2 separate regions of the Mus musculus genome follow, and region 1 is linked to region 2. A link is a contact called in public promoter capture Hi-C data. All regions are on one chromosome and are shown on one strand. Each heading gives the region's core, a stretch centred on a gene start, on an enhancer-like site or on the middle of the called end of the contact. The rest is flanking DNA. Distances are from core to core; before and after follow the strand shown.

Region 1 (3,254 bases), core at 129-2,628, 210 kb after region 2:
GGTGAGGAAAAAGCTGAAAGTTTGGCATCTCCCTTGTCTTCTATATAGGGTTTCTCTCCCTGTTGGTCAGTTTACCTTTCTCAGAGATCTGTCATAATCATAGTCCTCTATTCTGTTAAACTACTGAAGATTCAGATGGAAAAACTGAAGGATAGAGTGGGTGTCCAAGGCTGTTGTACTCACTCCTCCTGGGGCGACCAAACATCTGTTCACCCTGATCAGTCACCAATACAAAGGAAAGGTCCTGTTTTTTTGCTTTATTTTATTTATATATATTTAGTTAGATAGATATTTGTTTTCCGCTGAAAGAAAGAAAGAAAGAAAGAAAGAAAGAAAGAAAGAAGGAAGGAAGGAAGGAAAGAGAGAGCGAAAGAAAGGCTGTGGATGTTGGTCAGTGAGGAAACGGAGAATCTGGGAGGAGTTTGGGTGTGGGAAACCATCAGAATATAGAGCATGAAAAACTATATTTCCAATTTAAAAAATAATAATAAGCTATTCTTTTTTTTTTTACCCCAGAAGGGGAGAACCAGGCAGGGCACAGTTGAATAAGAAAAGGAAAACAATAAGTTTTCATATTAATTGTGATTAGCAAGCTTACTAGAGAAATATTTGGTTACACGGGAATAAGAAAAGGCGAGAAGGGCTGGTGAGATGGTTCAGCAGTTAAGAGCACTAACTGCTCTTCTGGAGGTCATGAGTTCAAATCCCAGCAACCACATGATGGCTCACAACCATCCTTAATGAGAAACAAATAAAAGACCTATGGGCAAGCGGGGCAGAGCGAAAGGGGGGGGGGGAGAAAATAGAAAAGAAAAGAAAAGATAAGGAAGTGTCCCTGGCCTGGGACATCAGAGCCAACGCTGCTCTACTGACGGCTTCTCTCTGTGAACCTGCTCGCCCTGCCTCTTTTCTGCAGAGTGTAACACCTGCTCTTCTGCGAGCAGGGACTGCCACCAATATCTGTCTAGACAGCAAACCTGCTTGCTAAAGGCAAAACTAACTGTCTTAATTAGAAGCCTTTCCATTTCAGGCTCACACTACCTGCTGTGTCCCAGGATGGCCACTTGGCCACTGGGCTGCCACTTGATCACCTGGGCACACCTTTTCAACACACATACCTTGCCCTAGCTCTGGAACATGGTGGCCCCAGCATACCTGTTTGCACACTTGCCACATCCCAGAGCCACTAAATGGTGTCCTGGACACACTAGTCTGAAGGCCATTTTTGTCCCTGGGGTGCAATGTGGTAGGCTGGGCATGGCTGTCTGCACCCGTACCCTGCTAAGGCAGTGTAGCCTCGTGTTTACAGGAACTCTGTGTCCCAGCATTCTGACATGTCTATTCGCACACACGCTATTTCCCAGAGCTGCCACATGGTGGCGCTGTTCCACCACCTACACATGGCAGAGTAGGCTTGCTTGTTCACAAATCCACCGTGTCCCAGCACTACCTTTGGTGGCTAGGACATTTGGTGCCTGTTCTGAGCTTGGTTAACTGAGGGGCGTTGGTGGTGGGGTTATGATAACAGACGTGCCTTATCCAAGCACCACCTCATGGTGGCCTGGGCACATCTATTCATTTGCTTACCATGCCCTAGTGCCACCATGTGGTGGCTTCAGCAAGCCTGCTTACACACTTGCCAGGTCACACCACCATTATGTCATCTCCTGGGCATGACAGTTAAATGCCCAGGGGTATCAGATGCTTGCTGTGTCCCAGGGCCACTACATGGCAGCCTGGACATGCCTGTTCACATATGTACCATATCCCAACACCACCACAATGCAGGCTGGTTTCACCTGTGTGCATGCAACTGTGTTCAAGCACTGCCAAGCAGTGGCTTGGGTGTGCCTGCTTGTATGCATGCCGTGTCCCAGCCATGACACATAGCTGCCAGGGCACACCAGTTTGCATGATTTCTGTGTCCTAGTACCAGCATGTGACTGCCTGAGAATACCTACCGATTCACACACCTACTATGTCCCGGGGCTGCCAAGTTATGGTTTGTGCACACTTCTTTGCCTGCTTACCATGTTCCAGGACCTCCATGTGGCAGACTTGGCACACCTTTTCACATGGCTGCTTGGACATGGTAGTTCATATGTATATCATGTTCCAGCACTGCCTGGGCATGCCAGTTCATATGTATGTCATGTTTCAGCACTGCCTGGGCATGCCAGTTCATATGTATGTTATGTTCCAGCACTGCCTGGGCATGCCAGTTCATATGTATGTTATGTTCCAGCACTGCCTGAGCATGCCAGTTCATATGTATGTCATGTTCCAGCACTGCCTGGGCATGCCAGTTCATATGTATGTCATGTTCCAGCACTGCCTGGACATGCCCGTTCACATGCCTGCTATGTTCCAGTGCCAACACATGAGCCCATGCTCACCTGTCTGCACATATATTGTGTCCCAGAGCCTCAAATCACTAGCCAGATCATACCTGCTAGCACACCTACTATGTCTTAGCCTTGCCAGCCAGCAGCCAGGACACATCTGCACCATATCCCAGCACCATTGTGGAGTGGCTTGGACACATGCATTTGCACACCTACCATATGCCAGTGCTGCCAAGTGGTGGCCAGGCATGCCTATTCTCACCTGCCACATCTCTAGGCAGCTGTAGGGTATATACATTCTGTGTCTCTACGCCATTGCGTGACATCCTGAGCTCTCCTGTTCACACACATACCATGTCCCCCGCATTGCTACCTAGTGGTCTGGGCGGCTGCCACATGGTGGCCTATCACATCCCAGGGCTGCCATGTGGCAGACTTGTCAGAGACATTTACTAAATGCCTGCCATGTCCCAGATTTGCCACTTGGTGGAGTATTGCCTGTTTGCCTGCAAACCTGTCCCAGCACCAACACTTAGGAGCCTGGGCATGCCTTTATTTGTCTGGGAACATTGGTTCACACCTGCTGCCGTGCCTGCTATGTTCCAGTGCTACTGCCTCCTAGCCTGAGCACACCTGTTGGCACACTTGCCAAGTCCGACCACCACCACACGACAGCCTGGGCATGCCTGTTTGCATGCTCACCATGTCTGAGCAATGGTACATGTCTGAACATGTCCACATGCTTGCCGTGTCCCAGGACCTCCAAGTGGTGGCCCGGCCACATAGTTCACAGTTCTGCTGTGACCCAGAGCCACCATGTGGTAGCATGATCTCTCCTAGTCTCACATGTATGGTGTCCCAGCAGTGCCCATGGCAACCTGGTTCAACCTCTTTGGACTCAGTCCCTGT
Region 2 (3,305 bases), core at 230-2,729:
CTGCAGAGCCTCTCAGGAGACAAGGCTGCTATTTTTAAAATGCATGTAAGATTTAAGTCTCACAACCAAAAAGTGACCTTTTTTTGGTGAGAGTGTCCTTGGGAAGGTTAATACAGAGCAAGGTGCCTTTTGTGTTTCACTGACTCCCCACAAAACTTTAACTGCTATATTCCTTTTATTGCAGAGGAAAGCTGGGATTGGGCAACTCAGGGCTACCTGGAATCACCAAGTGCGACCATAAGACTTTACCCGCTGAACTCTACACAGGCGCTTCCATTGAGATTTTTTTAAATTGCATTTTGTTTTTTGTTTTCAAAACCAATAGTCCCAGGAACTATCTGATGTTCATATGGCAGGCACGAATTTGAAAGGGATCCTACCTTGAGCTGATGAATGACAGAGCAGATCGTATTGACGGCAGTGAGAACTTCCTTGGTCACTTGGTTGATTACTCCCTAGAAAAACTTGACCTTTGATGGCATCTAAGTGACTGCGCTGTCTTTTAAGATCAACTTTCTGCAACTGGCATAATCTCCAAACTTGAGGCGAAATTTACAAGCCAACCATTGGCTCCCCCTCACCAACTTGCTAAGCAAGAGCTCCGCTGCTGCTCTGTATGTAGTGCCTCGCCCACAGTCTGCCTCCAGGAACAGGCTCTCGTTTGTACAGTCCAGGCTGACCAGGTATGTGAAATCCTGTTTCCCCAGTTCCTGAGATTACAGGCACATGCCCCACATCCAGTCTCATGGGTCTGACACATGCACAGTAAATCCACACAACTCGGTCCTAACATGCTTCACTCCTCGAGAGTTTCCTGGTACCTCTTGCTGGGTGCTGGCCATCTAGAGGCTATGCTGATTTCTATTACTAAATTTGTCTGTTAAGTGGTTGTTACACGCAAAAGAAAGCTCACTGCACAGCGCTGGATGGCAAGTGCAGCTGTTAAACCACGTGAAACGTAGCCTCCGGTTCTTTCAGAAAGAAAATACTTGTAGAATAGACTTTTTTAAATGTTTATTTTTAAAATGTTTAATTAACCAAGTTTTGCTCCAGAGGAAGAGAAAGGAAAATGCGCTTTATCTGAAGTATATTCCTTTCAAACTCCAGTGACATTTGGGGGAGCAAGTTTAGAAATTACCCATACCACTTTTTGGCTCTTCTTGTGATCACCCTCCAAAAGAAAATGACATGGGGGAGAAGTGAATGGTTTAAGTGCAAGGCTGCTGGCTCTCTCTTAAAGCACTGGGTCTTTGCAGCGGGAAGTGGACTGTGGGTGTAAATACGTGCTGCACTAGCAGCGACCACACCTCCTAGCAGGGCCTCTGGACCCAGAGTTTCCTGCAGGTTTCCTCTCCACAGGGCAAGCTAGGGGCGGGCAGGAAAGGAAGATGCGCTGCCCAGGAGTGGGAGCGGGGCGGACCTCTTGCGCTTGACCCCCGCCCTCTGAGAGCCCGCCTCGGGGCGTGGTCCCGGCAGCCTGGGAGCGTGCCGGAGCTCTGGACCCGGGCGGGCGTGCAGCTGCGGGACGGGAGATGCTCGGTCAGTCACCCTGTGGCCGCTGAGGCTCCCCTCTCACTTCCGCCGTGCCAGACAGACCCGACCCGAGGTAAGGATCCGAAGCTCAGGTGGCCCACCACCAGGGCGGGCACCTGGCGCAGGCGTGGCCGAATGACGGGACTCTCAAAGGCAGGAGTTCAGATTGGAACCTTTGGAAACTCAACGTTGCGACATACGTTTGTGGCTTTCCAAAAGTCTCTTTCTGGGATACTAACAATAAGCAATGACCTCAGTAACAAGTTTTATGCTGACTACCACTGGACTGGGTTTGCACCCGGGAACTTGAAGCACCTCTGGAAAGTGAGTTGGTAGGAGAGCAGGGCTTCACGGGGGACGCACAGCTCACCCCATGGTTGGGATAGAGAAAGCTTGTTCAGAAGCGCAGCTCTGGGATCCAGATTGCCTCCTAACAGACATTATTCCTGGATCTATACACAGAAGCCTTGCTTGTGAAATTACTTTGTTTCTCCTTCTATTCTTTTATTTTCCTCCTTTTATTCTTTAACGATGTCCTGTGGATATAAATTAATTTTCCTTTGTTGTCGGCTATGAATCATTTAGCTGCTTTCTGAAAAGCTTGGCTTTAAGGGGGGGAGGGGGTGATTCTGTTAGCCATTGAGAATATCCACACACACTTTTCTCCACTTTCTCGGCTGGGACTTTTACTGTTTTTCTTAGCTCCAAAGGTTCAAACCCAGGGTCTCTCACATGCTAGGCAAGTCCTCTACCACCCAAGCCCTATACAAAGCATTTCAAACATCTTGAAAATGTTCCCACTTTCCTACTTTCTTAAAATGATTCTCAGCACCAAACATTTTACTCAGCAACTACTCAGGGAATTGGGGACGTGGTGAAAAAAGGTAATAATCAGTAGTGCCCCCTCCCATTTTAGAGGCTTATTATAATCATCATCATAGTGCATGCCCTAATGCTCAGGTAGACTGCGTTCTATAATTCCATCTCTGTCCAGCTCTAAGTACAGATCATCACACAGGTCTGTATTTAACCACCCATCTTCATAAGCAAGAAAATGCAATCACAGAATCAGTGATGAGAAAGAGTTTTAAGAAGAATATTATCTCCGAGAAGCAAGCCATCCAAGAAAGCTGAGTTCACCTTTCCGGAGGCCGCTGCTAGGTGGTGTCCTATTATGTTGTCTAGGCTGGTCTCAGACTCCTAGGCTTAAGCCATCCTCCTGCCTCAGATTTTGGGGGGAGCTACAGATGCTGGGGCCACCATGGGATGCTTCCTCTGAGTCTTTCATCTGAAGTCTTAAAGTCGTGTTCCCCATCCAAATTCAAGGTAATGATTAGATCAAATCCAAGGCGACTTCCACTAAAACAGAATTTCCTTTTTTGATGCGCTGAGGAAAGGAAGGGAGGCCAATCATCTGCATAGTTAAGCTGCAACCCCCACCCCTTCGTTTTCAGGAAGTGCAGAGTTTCCTTTGTTCTCCTAGCTCTTACTGAACAAAAGCTAATAGAGACACACCAGCTTCCTTCCCACTGAGTGGTGGCTTGTTTCAATCTGCCTGCTTAACTCTGTTAATTCTGTCTTCTATCAGAAGGTATGGAGTCTGTGTTTGCAAAGTTATACACGGGTAGAGATGCGCTTCAGTGGTAGAGAGCTTTCGTGGCCCACATGAGGCCACAAAGAAACTGTTATCTATGAATAACAAGGGACAGTAAGCATTAAGAAAGCATATTTTTTGGTTATGCTTAATAGAGCAGTTGGATTACTAGATTCTA

What was found. Promoter capture Hi-C pulls out the DNA fragments that hold promoters and counts their contacts.
Region 1: a contact with region 2 is called in a promoter capture Hi-C map of the HPC-7 cell line. The contact joins the enhancer-like site here to the promoter of Thsd1 in region 2. A contact is called at or near these places in 4 of 39 promoter capture datasets (the 3T3-L1 cell line, the C10 cell line, the HPC-7 cell line and 1 more), 1 of 15 datasets of contacts at CTCF or cohesin (large pre-B cells), 1 of 115 datasets of contacts at active chromatin or transcription factors (embryonic stem cells) and 2 of 9 other capture datasets (adipose tissue and liver).

Annotation. Positions count from the first base shown.
Region 1 is chr8:22,431,788-22,435,041 of GRCm38.p6, forward strand. No RefSeq gene overlaps it. Among named protein-coding and RNA genes, the nearest start is that of Gm39140, 21 kb to the right of the region's middle. Within about 2 kb of position 1,379, at least 148 of the 459 cell types and tissues checked have an H3K27ac peak or open chromatin away from gene starts, as enhancers often do. A contact at or near this core is called in the HPC-7 cell line and embryonic stem cells, where this site is marked.
Region 2 is chr8:22,225,824-22,229,128 of GRCm38.p6, forward strand. It overlaps Thsd1 (thrombospondin, type I, domain 1), which reads left to right and starts at 1,480. Exons shown (of 5, transcript NM_019576.2): 1 at 1,480-1,606.